Linked DNA regions of Mus musculus: all the other regions are linked to region 3. The links are chromatin contacts, called in public Hi-C maps. All regions are on one chromosome and are shown on one strand. Each heading gives the region's core, a stretch centred on a gene start, on an enhancer-like site or on the middle of the called end of the contact. The rest is flanking DNA. Distances are from core to core; before and after follow the strand shown. Region 1 overlaps Cadm1 (cell adhesion molecule 1). Region 2 overlaps Cadm1 (cell adhesion molecule 1). Region 3 overlaps Gm31816 (a long non-coding RNA gene). Region 4 has its middle 8.8 kb from the start of Gm31614.

Region 1 (7,192 bases), core at 383-2,882, 430 kb after region 3:
GTGTGTGTGCAATCCTCCCAGATTGTCTATTTAACAGTAAAACTTCTGTCCCCTTTGCACAATTGGGGAATTCACAAAAGGCTTTGGTCTTGTAGATGCAGTAGTTTGTCCGCTGCAAACCCGGCTTCTGACAAACTGAAGGCTTGCTGTGCTCTGATATGTTAGCAGGCAATGCGTGGTTTTAATATTCATGGTCTCTAAGTGCTACCGACTGACATTCGGTACTAAATGTGCAGATACGGGTGCTGAGCGAAACACAGGCGGAGGACTTGCTAATTTGTATTCTAGATGGAAATCTTAAATTAGTTTCCAAGATTTTTAAATGGATTTTTAAATGCCGGGCACATAGGAGATTGAGTTCATATTAATATTTATAAGGTTTGAGAAGATATTTAGTGAAATATTTGTATAATTTAATTTTGGTCATAATCAAGAAGAAAACCATAACAAGAAGGACATTGCACTTTAGTTTGGTGACTCTTTGTAGCTCAGAGTTAGAATTATTTTTTTCTGGAAAAACTCATGCTGACCCCTGCATGTTTAAAGAGAACTTTTTTTTAAATTTATACCCAGAAGTTAGATGTTATGTGTGTATAAATTCCTTGAGTTGGATTGTTTTATGGTAATTTTATATAAGCTAATTAGGAAATCAGTATTGATAATGATTTTTTTTTAAGCCTTCATTGATAGTCCTGCAAAACTCCATATTGTAGCTGCTTTTATATTCTGTAGTACAGGGAAGAGCACCCTGGGTTCACAGGAAACCTGCTTCCTGTGGTTTTGCTTAGGGCTAATTGAGCTTAATGTAGTTTTGTGTGCAGAAGGTATTGACTTGTGCATAGTATTTAATTTGTGTAAATATGTGTGTATGTAATGTTTGGCCCCTCCGAGTTTTATTTTAAATGTAACCCTTGAAACTGGGATAATAGAAATTCGTAGCTTAGGCCTGCTAGCAATTGCAGGTGCCAACGGTTTAAACTGCTGTAGAAATACAATTATGAGCAGCCAAGAGCAAATCTTGTTTTAAGGTCCATGTGTAATGAATGCCTGTTAGTATTATAGAATACAATTAAAAAGAGGTTTACCTCTCCTAAGCTGTGATTGGTTCTTTCTGATGGAAATGTTGAGTCCCCTGAGTAGAATGTGTATTCAGCTCTCGGTGATTTAGACACCAGTGAGCCTGGCATACTGCAGGCTTGGATAAATTCAGGGCAGTTATAGTCAAGCAGAGATGGGAAAAGACTGAAAGATTAATGAGCGAGCTTAAAACAAAGCTTCAAAAATGAGAGCAGTGCTCTGCTCGGTCTTATATAATTGTGCAGAATAGAAGTCGGTTTTGGCGGCTGTTGTTAAAAAAAATTTTAGGATCTTGGCAGAAAATGTTTATTTGTTATAAAAATCGGACCTAGAGAATGCAAGTGAAAACCTGGGTTGAAATATCCAGTTCCTGCTTGGCTGTGTAGTCCTCAGAGACACACCCTGCCCATAGCCTCTTTTATTCTTGCTTGACCAAGCCTCTTCAGTTCTCCCCACTACACCCCCCACGGAACTTCCCACTGCTTCATGATGGTGAGGGCCAAAGTCCCAGCTCTGGCTACTCTCCAGGAAGTGCACATCTGGGTGGTGTTCCTGGAGGCCTCACTGGCACTCTTGCGTGTTGACCAAGGCCTAACAGATCAGGACCGTTCAGAAGCATGAGAGCCCTCTGCCACGGTAGCCCAACTTACTGCTGATTACCTGTGGATCCCAGTTTCTGGCTGGTGGCTTTCAATAGTAGCCTCGTGGCATTTCTTTACTAAGACTTAATGCAAGGGATCCTAATGGCTTTAAAATGCGCTTTTACCTTTGCCAATCCTTTTAATAGCCCCTGTAACTAACCTTCCATTTGCCCAACACTGTGGAGCTCTGCTGCGGAGCTGGTCATCCCGTAATGCGAGGCTGGGCACTCAGGGAAAGGGCAGCTCGTAATTAACGCAGTGCAGGTGAGCCATTTCTTTGATCCAGGGCTTGCCAGCGCAGTGAAGAAGAGCAGCCTTGGAAGAGAGACTGCCAACTCAGAAGAGGGTTCTCCAGTCTGTGTAGACACAGCAGCAGCCTTTCACTCTGCCTGTCCCTTTCTTCAAGGAGTTTGGCGCCACCTACAGGAGGCAGGAAGCGCGGTAACCTCAGCTTCTCATGGAAGCACTGGACTTCTCCCCGTGGTCATTCCTCATATTTAGGGTTTTTTTCCCCCCCTATCAAGTTGATCACTTGTTCAGCATGTAGTATTTATCAAGCCTCTCTTTGGCCACGGGATGATGCTAAGCTCTATGGGAAGAAAGGTTACGTCTGTACTAACTGTTTTGGCAGAAGATTCCTCACCGGTAATTGCTTGGTAAGGTCTCTGTTTCTGCTGCCCTGAGCCTTTTCCTTGGACACTCCAGCAAGAGAGAGCAGTTACAGATGGGCGTTGGAGGGGACAGCCTACAAGGGCTGCAGACTTCACTTTTGAGTTTCCTTTGTTTTTTTTTTTTTTTTTTTTTTTTGTGGACAGAGTGGCAGCCAATCCATTATTTTCTTGTTTGTTTCTATTTGTTTTCTTTGGAAAGAAATGTTGAGTTTAACAAAGGGGTGGGGGGAACTACAGTCAAGGAAGTTCAAGATGCATGATCCAGTTCAGAGACTTCAGGGGGAAAGACAGGTGATCGCTGTTGCTGGTGCATTAAAGGTGCTGAAGAGATAATGAGGATCAATTATTTTCATTCATCAGCCTTTCATAACTGTATCACTGAATTAAGCTCTCCATTGTTCCACGCTGGAGGGATTTGGCTTGAAAGGAGTTAAGAAGGTAGGTTTCTGCCTGCGAGTGAATGAGCTCAGCTCTCCCTTCCCCACCAGCACCCCTAACCCAGACCTGTTCTTGAACTCTCTGCCTGCACCCTGCTGGGTTTTTTGTGTCATCTTGCACCACACCCCGACCCCCACTCCACCACTCTGCCTCCCAGACCCACTGTGGCTCACATCAGCTTGAGCACGTGTCCTCATCTGTCCACTACAAAAGACACAGTCATGTAACCTGCCCTTCTTTGTAGTATTTCTAGCTTTTCTTTCCCCCCTCCTCCAACTTCTGGGCAAATGACATCATCATTCATTCAGGGTTCTGGGAAATAACTCCTGGTTATCTTCCACACGTTCCCCAAGAAACTCAAGTAGGTTCTGAGCCTGTCTCTTTACCTCTATAGCTTTTCGTAAATGTCCTTGTTTAAAACTGAATTTCTGTTTTGCTTTTCTGTCATTTCATCCTCTCGAATTTCCCGTAACTTTGTATTTTCTAAGTCATTTGTCTTCTTTAGAAATCCTTACTAGTTGGCTTCTAGTAGATTTGTATAATGGCCTGTTGGCTAGAGAGAGCTGTCTAGTCAAATGAAAAATTTCCCACCAAGCCCCATGTTAAAATAGACTGTGGAATTTGGATATTTTTCTGGGTTTAGACACTTAGGTTTCTATTTAAACATCAAAAGGAATTTACAGATAAGAAAAACATGTTAGTTATTTGATGGGGAAGGCCACACATTGGAGCTGAAACGATTTTAAATACAGTATTTCATATGTTTATACCAAACAACTGACTAATGGTTTCTAAAAATAAATATTTAGAGCATCACCTAAGCCGATGCACAGGCAGAGTACACAGAAAGTGTATTTGCTGTCATAGTCACCAGGGTAATGCAAATCAAAACCGCCTCACTACCCACCAGGATGGCTAAAGTTTAACAAAAGATAATAATTGCAGACAAAGGTGTGGAAAACCTGGCAACTTTATACATTCGTGGTAGAGATGTAACATGATGCAGTAAATTTGGAACCAGCTTGGTGGTTCCTCAAAGTATTAAAAATAGTGATCAAAGGATCCAGCAGTTCCATGCCTAGCAATGTACCCTGGGATCAAAATGTGTCTCCATAGAAACATGCTAGACAATGTTCAGCAGAAGTATTCATAATCACAAAACCCAGAAACAACCCAAATGCACACTGCTTAACAAATCGATAAGGAACACGTGGCGCATCCACTCAGTGGAATATTATGCAGTCTTTAACAGCAGCACACAGCATAGCATGGATGAGCTTAAAACACCATGCCAAGTGGGAGAAGTGCCATTTATCTGAAATTTCCAGGAAAGGCAAGGCTATAGCCACAGAAAATAAATTACTGGCTGCCGAATTGGGCAAAAGATGTGAGAATGAGTGCTCGTGGATGTGAGATGGTTTGGGGATGAAGTCAGGGTTTGTAACTTAGGTACTAGTGACAGGTACTGGGCCCTGTGAACCTCCTAGAGATTTCTAGCACCTTCTAGAGACCACTGAACTGTATATCCCAAATGCATGAATTATCATCTCCTATGTGCAGTAAAGCTGTAGATGGTAAAGTCATTTGCAAGTGTGCTTGTGTCTGATGCATCTTCATATCACCCCCAAATGCTTACACAACACTTGATAAGTAACTGAACAATGGAGGAATGAATGAATGAGGTCATAAGAATTCTTATAATATACGAGCAGTTTCTTGGCAAGTGCTCTGGGGGAGACTCGAAGAATGATGGCCAGACATCGAGCCTCTGTCCTTCTAGTCACTCATTTTGATGAGGCAGCTGCCTTGTCCATTGATCTGATGTCAGCCGGATGGAATCATGCTCTGCTCTGACGTCAGTGGGATAGGGGCTTTCCTTTTTCTCTGTTGAATGATGTTGGCGGCACACACTTGAGCAACTCTACACTGTGTGAATGGTTCGTGATACCAGTGCTCTGTTGTGACCTTTATTTTTATGAGCTGTGAGAATTAAGAACCTACCAGTTTTAGTTTAATTAAGCAGCAAGGCACAGCAGATGGTGCATTTGTGGGTAATGATTGCCTTCCTCGAGTTCCCTTAAGCAGCGCTCTAACCCTGTGGTAAGCTGTGCCTAGAGTGTTGCACCACGGTGACAAAACTGCCAGAAAGAGGGTCCCCATGGCAATGGTATCATCAGAAAATCATGGAGGACCTGGACACTACCACAAACTGAACTATAGTGTTAGGAGGAAGAAGCGCTAACTGTGTGGTTATAGCATATTACCATCCATCCATTCCAATATTTGCAAATAAAGTCTATGAAGGTTTTCATTACCCTGGTGTTGTTTTGTGTAATCTGGGGCAGGCATTAAGAATGCATTGGAATATGATTTGCATGTTTTAAAGTGCTGGGAGAAGATTGGTGAGATAGAGAAGCAGTGATTTTTTTATGTCAGGTTGTTTTATTATGTTTGCTTGTAGTCACTACAGAGGGCCGAGCGAGTGTCCTATGGTAGACATTTCTCCCAGGTACTGTGTGCTTACTGTTAGAGTGTTTACTCCAGAGGATGTTAAAAGCATCCCTAAGTGAACAGAATATGGAATGAATCTAGTGCTTCCCCCTGATTGTGCAGCCTTCCAGGAGGGAAATCTAATTGTTGAGGAGAAGTACTTTTCATTGTTAAGGGAGACGCTATCTGTCTAGCTCAAACTCTTCCCTTTACTATCTTTGAAAAACTGAATTACTTGAAAGCTGGCATAAAACTTATAATTGCACAATATTTTAGATCCTAAGATAATATGCCTCGATTTTTTCTCATTAATGCAATATATGAAATCATCAAAATGAAATACATTCCCTTACTGGCTGTAATGTTGTTAAAAGCATGAACTATGTGGATCTTGTAGAATATAGCCATAGTTACTTTCAATAGAATAATCCATTTGTCTCATCTCTGTGTTACAGAGACTAGATTGGAATCCTGGTTAACTCATGAACTTCAAAACTAATATTTTAATCAGAGTGTGTAATTTCTCTTTGGCTAAAGCCCACATTTTATGTTGGGAGGAGACCTTCTGAAATTGTATAAAGAGACTCTTTTCTGTTTTTCTTCTGTAAGGGTGTTGTAGCCCACAAGGCACGTGACTCTGTCGTCCTTGCAGAGGTGGTCCTTGGCAACTCAGCTTTCATATTAGCTGAGTGAAGCTTTTTTCTTCCCTCTTCTGTTCCTACCAACCACAGGATACGTGAGCACTTAGGATAAAGCGGAAGGTGTAAACAGTAATTTTGCCTTTTTTTTTTTTCATAATAAAAGATAGTTAGCCTTTTACTTACTGTTCACCAGCATGTAATAAAGAGAGATGTGCGCGTGCATACCTCTCTGCAGAGGAAATGCAAAACAATAACGGAGTTCAACCTACAAATTATTAAAAACTCGGGCGAGAGAAGTTAGAATTATTTTTATATGGGAACAGACTTTATTGCAAAATCATTGGCATTTCATTTCCTTACAGAACTGGGTTTCCTTCTAATTAAAATAGACGAGAGGAACTAGACTACTTCCCACTTACTCAATATATGGATGGCTTGCCGCTCCTGTGGCTCTGTTCAACATGGGCGGACGGAGGTGTCGGCAACTAACTTAAACTTATGCCTGATAATTTTAGGGTGATAAGGAGTGTTTATTCTAAAACTGGTATTATGTTAATCCTCCATAGTCACCTTTCCCATTTATATTTATCTACTTCATATTAATTTTGTCGTAGAGGAGAATTGTTATTTAACCAGTAGTATCAATCTAGGCTCTAGCCTTGGTCTGTCCTAAGCAGCTGAACTCTTGTACAGGAAGAACAAAGGATTTCGATGAATCAACAGTTTGTCTTCAGATCCCAACATGCTAGATACTTCCTGTGTGACCCTGTCATTTAGGAATCCCTCATGCCTCTAAAGAACTCTCCGAGAGTGGTTTGGTTTTTTCCTGTGTATGTGTGTACATGTTCGTGCATGTATGTACACATGTGAGTGCTCACAGAGACAACACCCAGATGTCAAGAAGGTGGGAATTTCTATCTTTACTGGGGGCAGGGTAAAGAGTGGGGTTCTGTTTCCAAGGATGCAAGGAGGAGTAGATAAGTGCTAGGCATCTACCATTCTCTGACACACTGACCTTAGGCAGTTGAATCTCATTGTACCTCAGCTTTTCATGTCTCTCAACATGGTCATACAAGTAAGTTCTAAATCAGGATGCTGTTGTTTGTGGTTATCGTTGGAGTTATTGCATCAAATGCATTTATCCCAGTGCTAGGCATGTAAGAAGTAAGTAATAAATGTTAATTATTCTCACGTCTTTCCATGTCGCTTTCCAGTAGCTTTAGGTTAACGTTTT
Region 2 (6,593 bases), core at 1,421-3,920, 310 kb after region 3:
GCATTTTTAGATCAACTGAGGAATGTGCAGGAATTTTTTAGTCTGCATGCTGAATTAGTGAACAATTAATTGGGAGGCACTCCCCCTGCCCCAGTCAGATTTTTGGCAGCAACTGTTAGGGTGCCTTTTTCTTTATTCATTCTCCGTTTATAGAGGGTTTTTTTGTGTAGGAATTGTTTGTTCTTGTGGTCAACATAAGGATGAGAAAGGGGTTGCTTTTAAGAGTAAAGAAGACAGGAACTCAGTCACTTACAATTATTCTAACGATGTGCTGTTCATTGAGCATTAACCATATTCCAGGTGATAACCTAGGAATTATTAATCTATGTCTCTTCCAAAGGGAGAAATCAGACTGAAACAGAACAGGGACACTGAACATGGAAAACATAAGAGCTTGTTAACTGCAACAAGGTATTATTGGACTAATGAGATTGGCCAGTATAAAAAAGAGACTAGCACTCTAAAGAATAGCAAACACAAGAGGCCACCGCTGCCCAGGTGCTGAACTAGATAAAGCACAGAGAGAAGCCATGGCCGACTGCAGTCCAGACCACTGTGGGAGCGGCTGCAGCTGCGCTCCCAGAGAAGCCGCTGTGCTGATGAACCTGCTGCAAGGCAGCCTGTCCGGGATTTAGGGGAACTTTCCTAAAGTTAGGATTGTGGAGACTTGGTAGAATATTTTCTGTAGCGAGTAAAAGGGAAGTTTGCCTGGTGACCCAGGCTGTGGGGACCCTGTCCCTGCAGTTGCTGGATCCTAGGAGAGTCATAGTCTGCAGTGCCTCTCTGGCACCCTCTATTGAAAAGCCTTAACCTGGTGCTAGAGGATAAAGGAAAAACAGCTAAAAGGACCCAGAGCCATTGTCACAGAATGGGCAAAGTAAAGGTGGATTGGCAATGAGAGGCAGCAGTGTGACAGCTGGCACAGGAGTGACTACTGCTTATTTTTGGATCTCAAAGAGACCAGAAATAGTGAAAAGGGAATATTTCCCCTATTTCCACTTTACTGGTGAAAAATATTTAACCTGAGGTAGATAAGTGATTTGTTTAATGCCAATATAAATGACTAGGTTCTTTTACACCCCCCCCCCCTTTTTCTCTTTCTCTCTCTCTCCCTCTCCAGAGAAGGGAAAGGTTTGTTTTTGCTCCTGGTTTGAGTGTACAGTCTACCATGATGAAGTGATGAGGGAGACATGGTGGCAAGGGTAGCTAGCTGGTCACACTGTGTCCACAGTCAGGAAACACAGGAGAAACTGTCTTCCTCAGCTTCCTTTCTTCTTTATTCAGTCAGTAGCTCCACCCTACAGGATGGTGCTGCCCACTCAGGTCTCTGCTCGGTTAACCCTTTCCGAAAAGGCCCTCAGATTTTCAGAAATTTGTTTCGGGTGGTTCTAAATTCTGTGACACTGGCAGGAAAGATGAACAGGGCTATGTAACTAACGAATGGAGATTCACTTCTCCAATTCAGATTTGTCAGTTTCTAAGGCTCTGAATTTTCTCCAGAACGTCTTGCATTAGAGATAACAGCAAACCCTAGAAACTGGCCAAACATTTGTTTAGGTCCCTTCTGCCTGGTCCTACAGCCGAGGGGATCTCTGGAGAGACTGAGTGCTGTGTTTTTACCACAGGCTATCAGAGTTGGAGGCATTCACGAATGTGCAGTGCTCATTTTAGTTGGGTCCCTACCGCCTCCTTTTACCCAAATCTTGGTTGCCCTTGTATCAGTCAAGGTTTAGGTTCCATACCTGATGTCCTCTTGGCAGCTCTCAGGGGCCTCCAGCTGGATTCATTGGGTTGTAGGGACAGGAGATGGTGGATCTTGGATTATGTACGGATGAACCTTCTCTCTCAGGCTGCCCCTTTAGTGTGCACCCCACTCTCAGCTGCCCCCTTGTTGACACTGGGTGTTCAGGATTGCTCTATCAGAACTTTTTTGGTCCTGTGTTTAGTTTGCCTTTCTTTTACTGTGATAAATACCACGGTCAAAACCAATTTAGGAGAGGAAAGAGTTTATTTCATCCTAGAGTCCCAGGTTTCCTCATCACTGGGGAAAGTCAGGGCAGGGACTAAAGTAGAAACAATGAAAGCTGAGGCTCACAGACTCATGTGTTCTCTTACTTGCTCTGTGGCTCAGGCTCAGCTTGTTTTTCTACAACCCAGGGCTATCTGTGTAAGGGATGGTGCTGCCCTTAGTGGGCTAGGTCCTCCCATATCAGTCAAGACAGTCTTCCACAGACGTGACCAAAGGCTAATCAGATTGAAGCAATTCTCAAAAGAGGTTTCCCTTTCCAAGAGGACTCTAGGTTGTGTCACCTTGAGGATAAAACTAACCATCAAATCCCGTTAGCCACATATGTTTACCTCATGTTGAGTAACAGACTTATTCTTCATATTTGTGTAGCATGTCTCACTTTCATGCTGATTGACACTATGCTTTTCAGAACTACTTTATCATTTGACCTTGGGTGAGTTACTTAACCTCTTTCATCCATTCTTTAATCTATAAAGGGGATGGCCTTTCTAAAGCTCTGCTCATCTTAAAAACACTCAGTAGCTATTCCCAGTTTAACATCGTTGGCAGCAGTTCCACACAAGGGCACTCACTTGCCGGATCCTGTCCCTGGCAAGTAGCTGATGAATCACAAATAAATGGAGGGCAGCATGATGCCCTCATGAGAATGTGACTTCTGAGTCAGACAGAGGAGGGTTTGAAGCTCAGTGTTGTAACTTAGTAGTTAAAGGGCCTTGGGCGAGAGAATTGTTTTCCCTTGTCCCGGCCGTTTACTTGGTGATTGGTAGTCTCCTGTATTCTGATAAGCAGGAAGGGAAATGACTCAAGCATAGCTGGCATGTAGCCAGTGCTCTGTAAGTGGTAGGGAGTGTCCCTGCCCATCAAGGTCTAGCTTCTTTGATGGCAGATTCCTTCTTTCTAATCGTGCTTGAATTGCCTGTAGTGTTTGATACCCAACCCATACTCAGTGCTGTTGCCAGCTTAAACTGAGATGCCCCCGTCCACTAGAGGAGGCTTCCCAAACCTAGTTTCTTCACAAAGTAAATACTTGGCACATGAGTAATCACCCTGGAGTTTGTCTTATGGTTTGATTGTGCATATTCTTCTGTCTTGAAGTGGCGCATCCATTGTTATAGCTTTATTAGATTTCTTGTAGTTTTCTGACTGCGTGGTTCTTTGCTGTCTTTTAAAATCATGAAGACATGGTATAATAGTAGTTGTAACAGGATTAAGGATTTGGTATCTAGTTGCCATTATTCCAGGTGATATACACCAACCATTTCTTTAACATTCACAGTGCTCTTAGTATCTCCATTTTGTAGGTGAGAAACTAAAACTCTAGCAGGTCATTGCAGCTGGCCCTAGGGCATGAGCCATGGTTGGGGAGCAACGGCAGATCTCAAAGGCCACTGCTCTCCGCTGCGCTCTGTTACTGCTTGCTTCAACTCTAGTTTTAGAATACTTTATCCGAGGTCAGTGATGGAAGTCAATCAAAGTTCAAATTATCCCAAGTCTAAAATTATAGGGAAGACATATGCTTCAAGGCGGATTGACCCATATCCTTCCCCCACCCCCACGAGACAGGGTTTCTCTGTGTCGCCCTGGCTGTCCTGGAACTCACTCTGTAGACCAGGCTGGCTTCAAACTCAGAAATCCATCTGCCTCTGCCTCCCAAGTGCTGGGATTAAAGGCATGTGCCACCACTGCCGGGTGACCCATATCTTTTTAAGCTTTCTAATACATCTGGGGGTGGGGTGGGGAGGACAGTTTCTCCTGCTCATAGAACTAAAGAAATAAAGAGGAGTAAGAACCAAACAGCACATTTGTAATGTAAGATTCGAACAGGTTCTGACATATGAGTGCTCTTTTGTAGTCATTCGTCCTCAGGCCCCTTCCCTGCCTTGCTCTCAGCCTCTTCTGACACCTTCTCACACGCTGTCCCTTCAGATTCAGCAGCAACATGAATCTTAGCATCACGCACCCCCTCTTCCTCACATGGGAGCTAAGGCACGGCTCTCCCTTTAGTGTCTGTCCTTACTCTAATTATTGACTTTACCTTGGCCGACTTTCGAACATGAGTGAGCGAGCACTGATTTTCTACTAATAATACATAGTCCTAGTGACTTGATTTTAAGGTATTTGTAAGCGAGACAGTGGGCCCAATGATGAATTTTCAGATTGCATTTAATGAATCCCAGAGGTTGTCATCTGGCATCCACCTCTACTGCATGGGAACAGACAGAGTCACAAACTGTGGAACCGGAATGAAGTGTGTGTTCAGATGCCAAGAGCTTATTTCATTTCTCCTTTTATTTCAGTAACAACATTATTTTCACTGTTAGGAAAAAGATTGGCTTGGTAGACTTTAGGAACCACTTTAGTCAGTGCGGATAAATGAAAAAACACAAGTGATCAGCTTTCATTGTGACAAATGGAAACTGTCATTTAATTTTTATCCCCAATTATACAGCTCCGGGACCAATTTTTCAGGTGGAATGTTGGAGCCATTAAAAAGAAATAAGTAAACTATACTATATTCCATCATTTTTCTGGCAGCTAACCAATGATCTGTAGCCTTATTACATATACGCTTTTATAGAGATATTTCTCTTAAGTTTGTGAAGGGTTTTATTAACTCTTTGCTGATTCCTTCTGCAAAGCATTTTTTCCCTACTTGAATTTCATTTGTTTTCCTCTTTTTGTCACCAAGCGTTGGCTGGGATTTACCCTTGTTCTGGACCAAGTGATCCAGCGTTCAACTCAGCTTCGCTTTTTAAATACTCTTCGGTTATTGCAAGTAGGCCTAATGGTTAGTGTCTTTTTAATTCCAACCAAAGATACAGTGATGGTGCTAATGCTGAGTATAGTAAGGGTTTATGTGGATTTCAGAGTTAAATTTCTTAAAATGCTTTGTATATGCAAAGCCCAGCTGCTATCTCTCCTGCCTTACTGTGTGATACTGGACAGTGGGCACCTCCAGAAAAGAGTGTTACTGTAGTATTGTGTGCGTTGTCCTAGAGAGTGAACAAAATGCTTTCATTTCTGATTTGCCAACTATCCTCAGTAAGCTGGTATTGTAGGCATGACCGTCTCCTTCTCTTGTCTTTACTTCTGGTGGTGACAGTTGAACGTAGAGCCTTGGGCATGCTGGGTGAGTGCACTGAGTTACACCCTGAGACTATTAACGTGCATGTTTCAATCTCTTTCATTTACCATTGCACCCACAAACTTAGCGAAGGGCTTGGCATATGAAACATGCAGCAATATCTAATGGCTTGTCTATTAATTTCTATAATATCTAATGGCTTGTCTATTAATTTCTATTTCTAAAGGGAATTAAGTTAGTAATAATAATAAATAATAATGACAGTATTGAAATTCAGGGTCTTCTGAGAGCAAAATACAATTCCTTTAGCTGTGTGTATGTGTAGTATTATATAGAAAATTTGTATGTTAGTGGTTTGTATTGTAGAGGCCAAAGAAATTCAAATCAAAGGCTGTTATTAATATTAAGAATTTCAGAGAGAGCATCATTATTACTACTGGAACCACTGCCTTCTGATTTCCAAGCCTTCCCATACTACCCCGCTTTGGGGCTCTGTAGGCATATTGCTCATTCTACCAGTTCTTCATCACTGAAAGCATCAGTCTTGTCTTTTGGATGCACAATTTCTATATAACGTGATAGTGGGGACCATGATGGGGCGGGGCCCATTAGTGGTGGACGTCTACTTGTGGGAAGTTGTTGCTTGGTGTTTGCATCTTTTCCTTTTCACCTAATTAGATATTCTTGGGAGTCCTTGGCTCAAAGACAGGGGATGTTTGCCTCTTCCTGGCTTTAGCATCAGAATGGTTAAACCCGGTTTTCATTAAAGAGGTACCAGTGTGTGTGTATTATGACCAATAAGGCACTGTTTTCCTCCGATGTGTGCCTTGGCATCTGCTCAGAGGAGGAATGATACCCTGTTGTATCTACTTAGGAAACTGTCATCTGGTACTATCACTATTCGAATATGCAAGTAAGCGTCTAAACCTGCTGATGAGAGGATTCCTGTTGGCTGGGAACCTTGTTAAGTAAGAGATGTTAAATCATGTATCGAGTCCTCAGGGGTGATGGACTAAACAGCTGCACTTATCCTTATTAATGCCTGCAGACTCCTGCTTCAGGAGCAGCAAATGGCCTTTGCTAAGAGTCACTACACTGTGGAGAGTTACTCTGAGGCAAGTTCTGCATGGGGAATATGCATATATTAGTTTGGCCTTGTAGATGTGGGTGGAGGGTAAAGAAAAACCCTAGCAAATTGCAAATGTTTTCCCTAGTCTTATTCTCTAATAGTTATAAAAGGAGTAAACTCTATGAAACTGATGCTGTTGGCAATCTGTCATAACTAATTGCACATGGAAGGTATCTCTTTTTAAGGCTACATTAGGTCTTGCAATGGGAGGAAGAGTGTTCCTAGTTGGCTAATGTACCTGCACTGATAGAGAGTTGTTGGCTCTCCTTTCTTGGACTCATGGGTTATAAATGAGAATGTTTTCTGTGTCCCTGTTTTTTCAGTTGTGGCTGATATGTTAGGATTGGAAT
Region 3 (6,784 bases), core at 1,926-4,425:
TCTGGGTGGACAGTCTCCAAAACACACATAAGCAATCAGAACGTTTCACTGGAAGACCCAGGACCGCTGTGGCAACTCTGTTTCAAATCCTGAGAACTGTTCCAAGACAGAAGACACATACAAATCCATGACAAGGACAGAAAAGGACAACCAGCAGACAAAAGTTAAAGAACCATATACATGTTAGTCAGTTGATTAATATGTAAAACTAACATATAATAACTAATATACTCGTCAATTAATTTTTACCATGTCTATTCATTGTAGTAGTACCCTGTTATATAAGAACATCTTCATACAAGTATATATTGAATGTTGAATATATTCCCCTCCTGTTCTTTACCTTTACCTTTCAGCCCTTTCCCTTCTGTCACATTGCTGTCCCCTGATGTATAAGCAGAGACATAATAGCCATAGATCAGGGGTGTTTTTAAAAGTACACAGAAACAGGTTAAAGAGATAACTTGGGGTCCTGCCCCTAACAGTGCAAGATCTTCTGTGTAACTCAAATCAAGCTGCCTTCCCTTCTGTGCCTTGAGTCTTACCATTCCTTTCTCCCAGACCCTCAAGACTGAGGAGTAGTAGGGCCTGTCAAGAGCTTCCCTGAGCCCTAGATTGTACTGCCCCCTCTACCCCTCACACTCTTCATGGTAAGGGCTACAGTGTCTTCTCTGGGGACCAGGTCCTGTATGCTTCTAACTTGTTGCACTCTAAGAAGGAATGAAGGAAGGAAGTGAAGGAGGAAGGGATGGAGGGAAGGAAGGAGGGAAGAAAGGAGGGGGGAAGAAGGAGGGAAGAAGAAGGGAGGGAAGGAAGGAGGAGAGAGGGAGGGAGAAAGGGGAGGAGGGATGGAGGGAGGAAAGAAGCAAGCAAGAAAGAAAGAGAGAAAAGAAAGCCAGTTGAACTCTTCTCTACATCCTTTGTGTAATCTATGTGGAATTTGCCAGTTTCCCCTCTAAATTGGGGGAAGATCTGGGAGGATTTGGAAGAGGAGAAAGAACAAAGAATGTGATCAAAATATATTGTATGAAATAGTACTATAATATAAAGATGTTCTGCCTCTACAGCCTATGATGACACATGTCTGTATCCCAGTCTATGATGACACGTGCCTGTATCCCAGCACTCTGAGTTTCAGGCAGAAGAATTAGAGGTTGCAGGCCAACCTGGGGTATACAGTAGGACCATATATAAATAAATAATTGAGTAAGTTAATACATGAAACATCGGGAGAATGACTAGTTCTGGACTAGCTTGATCTATCTATGGAGATCCTGTCTCAAGAACCAAAAGTTAGGTCTCCATACACTACCAACCTCCTTTGCCAGCATCATCTATGGGTCCTGGAAGCTGATTACACCTCAGACTAAGAGAAAGGGGTATTTCCGGCCTTCTAACCTGGTTTCCAGTAATGTTCCTTCCACTGTAGCGACCTCTCATGGCGAACACAGCAGGGCCTTCAAACAAAGTCAAAGCCAAGACAAAACAACAAAGGCAGAAAGCAAACTGGATTCCATCCAGAATTAACCCCGAAATATCACAATCTTCTGCTTGAGAGTGAGGATAAACAGATGTCTCTCATCCCAACAAATGAAAGGTCCCCCCTCAGACAGCGCGTTATAATTATTAAATAACTTCCTCCATTTGTTCAGGATCAGTTGCGACCTCATTACCTGGATCCGAAGATAATATCTCTAAGTCCTGGGCATAAATCCAAAAAGGTCATTATTAACAGAAGAGTCCCCAAATCTGCAGGAAAAGGAAGAGCAGCAGTAATTGAGGAGGCAAAGCATTTCACCCAGACCTTTGCTTCCAGTCGCTGTGGCAATAGCAATCAGCTTCCCTGGCACTCCTGACTGGTGGACACACAACTGCTAGTACTGTGGATGGTCTCAAGCCTTGTGAGTCTCAGGACTTCGAGGGCAGGGTACTAAGCTGACTTGAGGGTGATTTCCTTATCATCACTCCTTGTGAAGTCAGGTCAGAAACCAAGGATCAGATCACTGGTCCCTTGCACTGACAACCCATTAGACGTTAGGAAGAGCCAGGGGGAGGGGCCCAGGTATCCTTCGACTCTCTGATCTTGGTTTTTGAGAGCCCCCTGGATCTGGATCATAAACCAGCTAATCCTGAGGTTCAGGATTAAGAGGATGGTCCCTATCCTTAAGCCACCTTGGATTAATCCATCCACCAATCAACAGGCAGCTTTGAACTGCTCCTTTCCAGCTGAGCCCAGTTGACTAGGAGCCGGTCCACATCTACAGAAAGATTAGACTTTTGCTAACTGACAGAGGAGAGCCAAAGTCTTAGCAACCTCACTTCCCCGCCTTTCTGTCTTGCTTTATCCCTGAAGCCATGAAGTACAATAGCAAAGACATTAAGGTTAGGCTCGGGAGCCAAGCCAAGTAGGACCTGCCACTCATCCGCTGGAAGGCTCAGGCAAAGTTCCAAGCCTCCATCCCTCTTCTGTGAAATGTGTCGTCATCTTTGCCCTGCTTTCCCAACACTGCCAAAGGATGAGCAGTGTCCAAGATAAATGGGCTGTGTGGGACTCATCCATATTTTGACCCTACCCTATCTTCTTCCACGAGCCTTAATCATCTTCACCCCACACCCAGTGTGATGGTAGCTCGTGAGCTCCTGGAGCTCTGGGGATAGCTACCTAACACCAAGCCGTGCCACACAAGCAAAACTATTTAAGGTCATGAAACATCTAGTGAGTCTGGAGGATCAAGATGGGGCTCCTCTTAGGTTTCTACCATAAATGCATCGGACGGATCTAATTAAGCTCAGACCATCACATTACCACTCCACCCCAAGCATCAGGGGCACCAGCCTAGACCCAGGGTGCCCCCCAAATGTACCTGATAATTAAAGCAATTTCTGCCCTGCCTGATCCCACACACACACCATCAATCTCTCCCATTACTGGAGAGGCAAACAATAAATAATTTAATAACTTGGGTCGAGTAGAATCTGGTTCCAAAACAAAGCGTTTTAATTCTCCAGTGCGCTGGCTTTCAGCATTACTGTAATCCCATTTCCCTTCACTTGACTGGGCCTTTTGCTGCTTTTTAGGCTTCTCGTATTTCTCCCCAAGTTTTCCCCATGGGGCCCTGACAGCTGCATTATAGCAGGGCCTGGCAGCCAGCATGACATCACTTGCTGTTCAAATCAGCAGCGGCTGGACTCATTAGCCTAGCAAGCTGCCCTCTTGCCTTGAAGACCATGGAGACCCATCCATGAAGCTGCAGGCAGGAAGGCCGTGCTGGACATCAGGGCCCTCTCCCTTTCCCAGCATCTTTTCCTGCCTATTCCTGAGACCTTCCAGTTTCTGGCAGCCCCGGTTATGAGGAAAGGCCTGGAAAGGGGAGCAAAGGAAGAGGGTATGACAGGTGACAAGCCCTTGCTTTTCAGAGTCCTTTCTAATTTCCATCATGCTCCCTCTTGGCACTGAGGCTTGGATCGTCCTCAGTCTAGGAGACACTCTCAAACTCTAAAGAGGGGTTTGCCTTTGCTACCTTGTAAAAGATAGCCAGGACTATGACAAGCACAGACCAGGGAAAGTCTCCCTGCCGGCTCCTCCCCGCCCCGTCCCCACCCACCATCTTCCATCTTTCTTCTTTCCCAGCAGCCAGAATGGAATATGCTGATTCGAGAGTCTGGTGCCCTTGCCTGAAGCCAGGGGGCCAAGGAGCAGCAGCTGCTGGGGAGGAGCATGGGTAAAAGGAGCCGCACCAATGGAGCCTTCGTTTAAATAAAGAGCAGGGGAGCATTGTGCTCCATTGATTACGATTTTTTTTTTCTGAATGTTGTGACATTTGCAGGAAGGCTAATTTATTCAAGCATGGAAATCTTTAAAAACTTAATTAAGTTATTTCTGTGATTTTCCATGCCTTATTGTTTCGAGTTCACATTTACTTTCATCCTTGTTAATAAAAAAAAATAATAATAATAAAAATGGGGAGGGGGTGGAGAGGAAGGAAAGAGAAGAAATGAGCCCTCCAGCACCTTCCGGACTGTGTTTGATGCTCTGTTCTCCAACATGAGGTCTCAGAGCAGCTGGGGCTTATGGAGTAGGAATGTCTCCTTCAGGGTCAGGCTCCAGGCCCCAGGCCCTTGGAGATGAGTTCTCCCAGTCCCTTTGTCTAATGGAGAACCCAGCTTCATCCTGAGGGCATTGGCATAAGCAGAGGTAAGTATAAACCATGGTGAGTCTCACAAGGGACAATGTCATCCTGCCATTTGGTGATTGTTCTCCAAAGCAGACTGGGTACTGCACTCTGGAGGGTGTCCCGGGATGGAATGACTAGGGTAGCCTGATGAATGGCAAGAGCAGAATCCAAGAAGCAGGACCCCATCCTCCAAGAACCAGACGTCATTCATACAGGCGTGACCATAAAGAATTGCTTTTCTCTCTAGCCTGAACCCAGAGTCCCTAGGGCCTTTGTCCATTCCTATCTCCAGCAGGTAGTGCCAGGAGTAGCCATGGAACCTCACGCAGTGATGGATTCAATGTAGATCCTACCTGAGTCACTAGGGATCTCAGAGCAAGAGGGATCTCAGATGCTGAGGTAGGTATGGGACAGAGCCAAAGGAGAGACTTAAATGAAAACACAGTCAGGATTCCTACCAGGAAAATAAAGTCTATGCTGTCAGAGAGAATAGGTAGGTCTACCTATACTCAACTTTCATTTCCACAAAGGCATACCTGACAGGATTCTGGAGTCAACGTGGCTCCACACTGAAGAATTGAGAAGTGGGTTGGCTGGAGGCTGAGTTGGAAAGAAGGCCACTCTAGAGTTTGATGCTGGGAAGGATCTGGTTAGAACAGGTTAAGAGGAGGCAATTACTCTCAGCTGCCAATGCAGAAAGACAAAGGGGAAGTATTTAAGCACGGGGCAATGGGGAGATTTCAGGCTAGGCTCACTACCTTCATCCCTGGGCTTGCCTAGAGAAAACTTCCAGGAAGGTGACAAACCCAGAGCAGACAACATTAATATTCTCTACTGGGGGGAGGGGGGCTTCTTGATGTCCTTTATTTCACTCCCTCTAACTTCTCTGGAGTATCAGCTCTCTGAGAAAACATAAAAATATTCCTGTTATCTACATGGGGCTATGCATTCTGCCCCAATTCCTAAATGTATTATCTGCTCTAAGTCATAAGTTGACTGCCTCTGCTGGGACCAGAACCCAGGTCATCTGTATGCCAATGGCATTTGCATGTATTATTTTTAAGTCATTAGTCTCTGCCTGATATTCTGAGTCAAAGAGTTTAATAGGAGAAATTTATGGCTTGTCTCCTCCAATCAACACAATAATTCATGGTTGTGTTGCGTGTGCTACACTAATGGAGATTGCTTTCAACTGGGTGTAGGGTGTTTTAATCCCCCTTCAATTCATTAGCCAGTTCCTCCCGAAGCATTGAGAAGAACAGCAGCTATTTCCTTCTACCCAGGCTGGCTGCTAACACAGTGGGTCTCCAAGTGGGGTCCCCTAAGAGGCCTGCAGGTGGTCTGCGTGCTAAGCCAAATGGAAAGTTATACAAAGTGCTTTTTCTTCAAGCAGATCCCCAGAGCAGATTTGAATCTACATTAAAAAGGCCCAAATTGAACATTTTCAAAACTATAAGCACTTTAATGGTTATTTTTACATTTGCAGAAGTAAGATGATTTTTAAGGTGTTTGTACCGACAAGAGATAGGTGTGCAGTACCTAGAGCCCAGACCCTCTGCTGCTGAGCATGGCTGAGAGTGGGGTGTTCAGAGTCTGCTGTGTTAGGTTGTCTGGGCATGTATTCGCTTCTTAAGAAAGACAGCCAAAGTGCCAGAGTTCGGCTGTCAGTCCCTCCATCTCTTCCCAGGCTCAGTAGTAAATAAAGCGCCTCATCTCCAGCAGATTCCGTGTACTGTTGTGGGTAGCAATGTAGATCTCTGTTTATGTTATATCACTCCAAGCCTGGATGTTCTGTGTGGTGCCCAAGCTTATCTCCTAAGAACCTGACAACCAGGAGAGAGAGAGAGAGAGAGAGAGAGAGAGAGAGAGAGAGAGAGAGAGAGAGACAGAGACAGAGACAGAGAGACAGAGACAGAGAGACAGAAGAGAGAGAGAGTCAGAGACAGAGAGAGAGAAAGAAAGTCGGGGGAGGGGGGCTCTCAAGCCTCCATAGGTGAGGGAAGAGAAAAGAGCAACAATCAACAGAAGACACTGTGGGCATGTTAGCCTTGGTTGAATTCACTCAGTGAGAAGAGTTGAATACACTCAGTGAGAAGGGGAATGAACAGGAGAAGGGATTTCTCTCTAAGCCCATTGAATCCCCACTCTCTGCCATGCCCAGCACTCCAGTGTCATCAATATCACTCATAAGCCCTTTAACAAGATGTTTAGTTCTTGGGCTGCTCACTGGCTCTCAGGTAAACTGTTTTTGTTTCCTGCATGTCCTGCCTTGTCCCATCCAGGATTTTAGGCAGCTCCTCACACCATCTGGTAGACCTCCAGACCCTCTATATGTTATGTCCTCTTCACATTAGAACAAAAACAGAGTCCTTTGTCTTTTTATCTCCTCAGCACCATAAGCTAGACTCTAGAATTCTCCACAGTCTTGATCTGACCTCCTCCTTCTCCCCAGTCCTGTTTTGGTTGTTCTTAAACCATGGCATGCAATCAAACTGTCTAAGGGTTTGTAGAAGCAAAACATTGGCCTAGGACCAGAGCTGTTGACTCAGTGGGTCTTGGGGGGACCTAAGACTGTGTTTTCCTAACAAATTCCCAAGTGATGAGAGAAC
Region 4 (6,458 bases), core at 3,152-5,651, 460 kb before region 3:
TTATACACACAAACCTACATACACACACACACACACATACATACATACACACTCACATGCACTCATGCACACATGCACAAATAAAGGAAAGAAACAAGTGCATTTTTAAATCATGAGGACAAAGCACAAATAAAAGAAAATGCCATTTTACAAGAGAATACTAATGTAAGAAAATGGTTAAAATGTATTCCAAAATGATTGGAGTATGGGCTACATAATATTATAATTACGAGGTAGTATCTTTTAAAGAAAACCTATAGCTAGGCAGGCAAAGACCGAAGACAACACATTCCACAGGGTTAAGAGGCCTGGAAAACATGCAGTTGAAACAGTGGTAATAAAAGAACAACAGCAAAAGCCTCGTAGGTTCATAGAAATCATCACTGGGTCACAGGGAACTAGGTATATGTTTTTAACTTTTATTTGTTGATCACCTTACAAAGTAACAGGTTTTCCTACGGTCTTTTTACACCTACTTAGTTTGGGTTGATTTTGTCTCTTTCCACACCCCAATCTCCCTTGACCTTAACCCCATCCTTGGACTTCAGTAGCTTTCCCTTCTCCTTTCGTATCAAAAAGAAAGAAACAAACAAACAACAAAAACAACAACAAGAAGAACAGCCACAAGCTAGGCTGGCAAAGTTTGATGTCTGGTGACCTTGTCACTTGGATCCCTGGGTCTCACCGGGTGGAAGGAGAGGACAAACTCCCACAAGTCAAGCCATCCTCTGGCTTCCACACGCACCGGAACACATACAAGGACTAAATAAACAAAATGGAATTAAAAAAAATAGTACACCCAGTAACTATTTTAAAGCCATCCCTTAGTTTCCAACTTCTCTGCGACAAGAATGACGAATTTTATCATTTTAAGGACCCCCTAAAATAAGTAACACCCCAGGAGCCATAAATAAAGCCTACCACCATCCTTTCTGTATTTTGCTCTTTTGTGCAGCTCCTTATGCGTGAATAGCCACAAAAGAAGACATTTTGAGCCGAGAGGACCTTTAAATGACATTTTATTTGCCTCTTCCCCCTCATTTAAAAATGAGCAGATTGCAGCCCAGGGTAGTTCAATGACCCAGCCAAGGTCTGCCAGCCAAAGGGACCTGGCCACATTGGAGACACCTAACGGGTGACACGCCCCACTCCTGTGCCCCACCTTCCTCTCTGCAGGAGCAGACACGTGCTTAAGCAGTGGATGGCCAGTTGTGGAACCCGGAAACCTGCAGTCTTTACTAAACAAGAGAGTGCAAGTCTGGTCAGGACTAGGGACACAGCCTGCCTAAGGGTAGAGGGGTCACAAGACAGTTCAGAAGTTGGCTTTAAGGATTTAAGGGCTCTGTGGCCCACAGACTAGTATAGGCCTGCCGGCTAGGGGTGGGGGACTTGCTCCAGTATCCCTGATCCAGGATTCGCCAGAGTGGAGCACCTGGAGGGGAGTCTGGCGTATCCCTGGAGCCTGGGCTCAGCCTGCGCCTCAAGCCTGCCTCACAGAACCAGGAGGGTTTTGCTGGAGGATTTGTGGTTGAGGTTTCTTCCTTTCTTTTTCTTTCAGGACTCTGTCTGGGGCTCTGCTCCATGCAGGTTAGAGAGAGCAGCGCACAGCCTCTGGAAATCGGTTCCCCTGCCACATGACATCAGTGGGTTATATTGCAACTTTCCACATGGCTGCTCCGACACAGGCTGCTGTGTTTATGAAAATTCTCTTGATACTAGCTCAGAGCCTCCCTGGCGCTGGAGGCTGTGTGCTGCCTGGGCTGTGTTCTGTGTGGCTGACACAGGTTCTGGGGAAGGCCAGCTTTTCCGCAGGCACCTGGGGGTGGGGTGGGGTGGGGGAAGGCTTGTGCTCCCCATCCCGCACAGGGACATCTGTCTACAAGCCTTAGGTACAGAAATTCTGGAGCCTAGAACCAGTTTTCCTGACAAGAGGGGACAGCAAATTGGGGGTCAGGATCCCTGGGTGGTCAATTCTCTCATTCATAGTGTGGCTTTGGCTAAGCCATTTTACTGAACCTAGTGGCAACTTTTTCTTCTAGTCCCCCAACGCTGGGGAAAAGACCACACTGCCCCTCACCAGAGATGAGAACAGGGACTCCGTGGATCTGGGAGCAAGGCCCTGGGAACTGAGGCCAGGCATGCTGGCTCTGCCAGCCTTTGCTTTCTTTCCCCGAGTGTGAGGGGTAAGGTTGCTTACTGCTCCTCTCCCTCCTTTCCCAGCTCCCTTCTTCTATGCCCCCCTCTCCTCCCCTCACTTCCTCCTTGTCACCACACCCACTTTCCTTTTTATGTGGATTTTTTAGATACATTTTTTCCAGTGTTGCCCAGGCTAGCCTTTAACTAGCCTGATGACCCAGGCTGTCCATAATTTGCCATCTCCTTCTTCAGCCTTCCAAGTGGTGGGATCATAGGTGTGCACCACAATGCCTGCCCTTCCAGTTTTAATAAATGAACGAAACACACAAATCACTGTGCTGTGACACTTTGGAATCCTCAGCCTCTAACATGGACCGAGATGCTCATGCTCAAAGACCCACATGTCCTAGACAATCCCGACTATGTCTTGGTGCTTCGAAGGGTTAAATAGAACTCCTCTCTAGCACAGCAAGCCTTTGGACAAGAGTGACTCTCAGTGCTCCCCGAGTGCTATGATCCCAGGAGAAGGCCTTTCCTAGCCTCCACTGCCTGGTCCCTCTGTTAGTACTTATGAAGATGGTACACTGTCTTAGGGTTTTACTGTTGTGAACAGATACCATGACCAAGGCAACATTATAACAACTACATTTAATTGGGGCTGGCTTACAGGTTCGGAGGTTCAGTCCATTATCTTCAAGTCTGGAACATGGCAGCATCCAGGCAGGCATGGTGCAGGAGGAGGTGACAGTTCTACATCTTCATCTGAAGGCTACTAGCAGAATACTGACTTCCAGGCAGCTAGAATGAGAGACTTAAAACCCATACCCACAGTGACACACCTACACCAATAGGGCCATACTTTCTCATCCTGCCATTCCTTGGGTTGAGCATATATAGAAATCATCACATAGGCACATTCCATTGGAATAATGAAACACAGTCTGTGGTAGTAGCTAAGATATAAACAGCTTTGCATGCAACAGCCATGATTGGTAATAGTCACTCACTCATTCATTCATTCATTCATTCACTCACTCATTCATTCCTAGATCTTGGACACAAGATCCATTTGGGAGACCACCTTTCAGTATACATTTTGAGATCTTCTCCACATCACCTCCCCCAACCAAGGAAAAGAGAACTGCAGCTAACATGGGCTGATTTCTCAGTACTAGCTTCTGCTTGGTAGCCACTGTATGCACCACCCTCACTCATGGTGGCCCTTAGAGGCATCCACTTCCATTATCCTGCTTTCTATTGCTCAGTAAATGGAGCCACGGGGAGGAGAGGTACATTGTCTAAGAGTGTAAATGATGCATTGTAGGTTCAAATCTGGACCATCTGACTTTAGAGCAGATGACCCTAACCATTGCATGCATCTATCTGACACCCCAAAAAGCTAAGAGCAAATCTAAGGTGGGAGTGTTTCCAAATGGAGGCCGGGAAAGGGTTTCCTGGAGGAAGGTGTGGAAGGGGAGAGGTCTAGTAAATGGAAAGCCCCTAGAGCAGAAACCTTGTTCATACTCTGGAGATGCACATGGCTGGGAGCCTCACCTCTGACCAGTGGTTGCTATGGTCTAATCTGCCTCTCTGTCCCAGCAGAGCATCAGGTAGATGCTCTTCATCTCAGAAGGACTATACTCCTTGTACTTGGATATATTATCAGTGACATGGTAGGGTTCCTATGCTTGGCATGTTCTGGCTATGTATATGTGTGTGTATCTATTTAGGTGGGTGTGCACATGTGTATTCAGGTATGTGTAAATGTGTGTGCACATGCAGGCTCTCTCACTGTAGCTGAACTCAGCAATTCAGATAGAGTGGGTGGCTGGATTATAGGAATGTGCCACCATGCCTGGCGCTTTACTTGGTGTCCTGGCTAGTTTTATGTCAATTTGGCACAAGTTAGAGTCATCTGAAAGGACAGAATCCCAATTTAGAAAATGCCTTCATAAGGTCCAGCTATAAGGTATTTTCTTAATTACCGATTGATGGAGCGTGCCCAGCCCCTTATGGGTGGTGCCATCCCTGGGCTGATGGTCCTGGGTTCTATAAGAAAACAGGCTATGCAAAGCCATGGGTGCAAGCCATTAAGCAGCATGCTTCCATGGCCTCTGCATCAGCTCCTGCCACCAGGTTTCTGCCCTGTTTGAGTTCCTGTCCTGACTTCCTTTGAGGATGAACTGTGATGTGGAAGAATAAGCCATATAAACCCTTTCTTCCCTAAGCTGCTTTGGTTATGGTGTTTCATTGAAGTAATGGTAACCTTGACTTAATTTCTAGGGATTCGAACTCAGGTCCTCAAGATTGCACAGCAAGAACTTTACCAACCAAGCCATCTGTCTAGCCACACACTAGCTTTCAGAGACCAGCTTCTCAGAGTTCTATAAGAGGAAGATGCTGCCAGAGATGTTTGAGAGGATACCCAGAAGACAGAAATTACTGGAAGGCTGACACAGAACCTTGGAGTCCCTGGTAGTGGAGACTTAGGTCAGGTGAAACACCTCCCATGTTTCCTTGCTCCCTGCAGCTTTATGCACCAGTGTAAACCTCTGCAGAACCAGTACCAATCTCCCTAGGGATGATTTAGAAGAGGCTGTGCAGAGCAGTCATCCCTTCCATTATAATGGGCATGAGTCATAATTTTCAGTCACCATAGGCCTCTCCCTGTCTCTACGTCCTCCCTAAGGCTACTGCTCAGAGGCATTTAGGGTAGATTTAAGATCAAAATCAAATCAGACTCACCAAATACAGTGTCAGGCCAGGCAGGAGGGATGGGAAGCTCAGAGTTATAGTCTGGAAGGTTTCTCAGCTCCTTGGAGACTCTTAAGTGAGTATATTTTATGGCCAGACACAATGCTGAGCGAACCATCTATAAACCAATTACAGGAAACTTCCCTGCACACCTCGGAGAGTGCTGGTGGCCATGGGTGGGTGCAGAGGACATCTGCCTTCTCTCTTCAACAGGCATCCCCCAGGGTTCCACCTGCTGCTGGTGTCCTGTCTAGCTCACTCCCCACAGTGCTGAGGCTCCAGGGGGAGGACTCCAAAGAAAGAGTCAGCAGCAGCTTTAGAAACAGCAGTCTCAGGACCATGGCACCCAGTTTATGTGTGAAAAAAACCCGAAACGTGGGATGGGGAGAGTCCTTATTGGAGCCCACAGGGGGAACTGAACTGGAAGGACCACAGGGTCTCCAGCTTCTGAGTTCAGCTTTGTCTACTTCTAAGACACCCAATCTTTTCCCAACTCTGTGGAAAAATGGCAGAAAGCAGATTTCCCCTAGGAATTCCATTACCCATCTCGGCTCCAGATGTTGTTCTTAAAAATCTTACAGGTCTCAGGCCCGGGTGGTGCTCTTGATGTTGACAGCTGGAGACGCTTCATCCTTTACTAGGCGTTTCCTATCCAAGTCCTGAGCCATTTGATCTGAAGCACACACAACTCCTCATCAGAACACACTCTGTCTGTCTGTCTCTGTCTCTCTGTCTCTGTCTCCCCCCGCCCCTCATGTCAAGGGCCATATCAAGTTATCTCCATACCTCTTACCACGGCATGGTGACGGAGGCACAGTATGTGAATCTGGTAGATGACCACACCTAGACTTCTGCCACTTCACACAGTATGTGAAGGTGGACACTGGTCACATGGGTGAGGGAGATCACAGGACTAAGCTCATGTAGTCAACAGTGACCCCATGCTTTTCTCTCTACCCAGACAGGGACAGAGGGGTCAAACCAAATGAACTAGAATGAAATTGCCATGACCTTCTGGTACTGTTTGGGTGCGGAGTATCCCCCAGAACTGCATATATTAAAGACCGTATCTTCAGAATGCCACTATTGGGATGCTCTGCAGAACTTTAGGTGTTAGACCCTCAAGAGAGCTCTGGAGTCATTGGTGGCTGTGCCTTTCATGGGTCTCCCATTCCTCTTTCTCTCCCTTATTTCTGGCTGCAAGGTAAACAATTGGCCCCAGCACACTTCACACCATTGCCAATCAAGCTCAAGGCAGGGGGTCCATCTTATTCCCAAAATGAGCCGAAAAGAAACCATTTTTCCTTCTTAATTAGAATCTCAGGTGTTCTGTTTCAGAGGAGGAAGACTGACTGGGACCATCCCATCAGGAAACTCCAGGTGTACCATCCATTCTAGAAGCTGATCTCCTATTTTATTTATTATTTATTTATTTATTTATTTATTTATTAATAAACGGGGCTTTAAGAGAGAGTGGAGCCTTAGAGAATGAAGCTCAGGAGAGGACCAGTGATCTCCCCTCCCCCTTGTAGTCCCCAAGGGCAGGTCTCCCTGCACAGCTTCTGCTT

The links. Hi-C and Micro-C count contacts between places; a contact is called where the count stands out from the background.
Region 1: a contact with region 3 is called in a Hi-C map of the N1E-115 cell line, with 10 times the contacts expected there. The contact joins two enhancer-like sites. A contact is called at or near these places in 3 of 484 Hi-C or Micro-C datasets (the N1E-115 cell line, embryonic stem cells and uterus), 5 of 115 datasets of contacts at active chromatin or transcription factors (embryonic basal ganglia and embryonic stem cells) and 1 of 9 other capture datasets (embryonic stem cells).
Region 2: a Hi-C map of the N1E-115 cell line shows a contact between it and region 3, with 2.7 times the contacts expected there. The contact joins two enhancer-like sites. A contact is called at or near these places in 1 of 484 Hi-C or Micro-C datasets (the N1E-115 cell line) and 2 of 115 datasets of contacts at active chromatin or transcription factors (embryonic stem cells and pancreatic cancer cells).
Region 4: a contact with region 3 is called in a Hi-C map of the N1E-115 cell line, with 4 times the contacts expected there. The contact joins two enhancer-like sites. A contact is called at or near these places in 1 of 484 Hi-C or Micro-C datasets (the N1E-115 cell line) and 2 of 115 datasets of contacts at active chromatin or transcription factors (embryonic basal ganglia and embryonic stem cells).

What each region holds. Positions count from the first base shown.
Region 1 is chr9:47,706,374-47,713,565 of GRCm38.p6, forward strand. The region is part of intron 1 of Cadm1 (cell adhesion molecule 1); the gene reads left to right. Among named protein-coding and RNA genes, the nearest start is that of Gm10677, 110 kb to the right of the region's middle. Within about 2 kb of position 1,633, at least 40 of the 459 cell types and tissues checked have an H3K27ac peak or open chromatin away from gene starts, as enhancers often do. A contact at or near this core is called in the N1E-115 cell line, where this site is marked.
Region 2 is chr9:47,587,246-47,593,838 of GRCm38.p6, forward strand. The region is part of intron 1 of Cadm1 (cell adhesion molecule 1); the gene reads left to right. Among named protein-coding and RNA genes, the nearest start is that of Cadm1, 60 kb to the left of the region's middle. Within about 2 kb of position 2,671, at least 64 of the 459 cell types and tissues checked have an H3K27ac peak or open chromatin away from gene starts, as enhancers often do. A contact at or near this core is called in the N1E-115 cell line, where this site is marked.
Region 3 is chr9:47,277,181-47,283,964 of GRCm38.p6, forward strand. All of the region lies in intron 3 of Gm31816 (a long non-coding RNA gene), which reads right to left. Among named protein-coding and RNA genes, the nearest start is that of Gm39332, 37 kb to the left of the region's middle. Within about 2 kb of position 3,176, at least 37 of the 459 cell types and tissues checked have an H3K27ac peak or open chromatin away from gene starts, as enhancers often do. A contact at or near this core is called in the N1E-115 cell line, where this site is marked.
Region 4 is chr9:46,818,345-46,824,802 of GRCm38.p6, forward strand. No RefSeq gene overlaps it. Among named protein-coding and RNA genes, the nearest start is that of Gm31614, 8.8 kb to the right of the region's middle. Within about 2 kb of position 4,402, at least 1 of the 459 cell types and tissues checked has an H3K27ac peak or open chromatin away from gene starts, as enhancers often do. A contact at or near this core is called in the N1E-115 cell line, where this site is marked.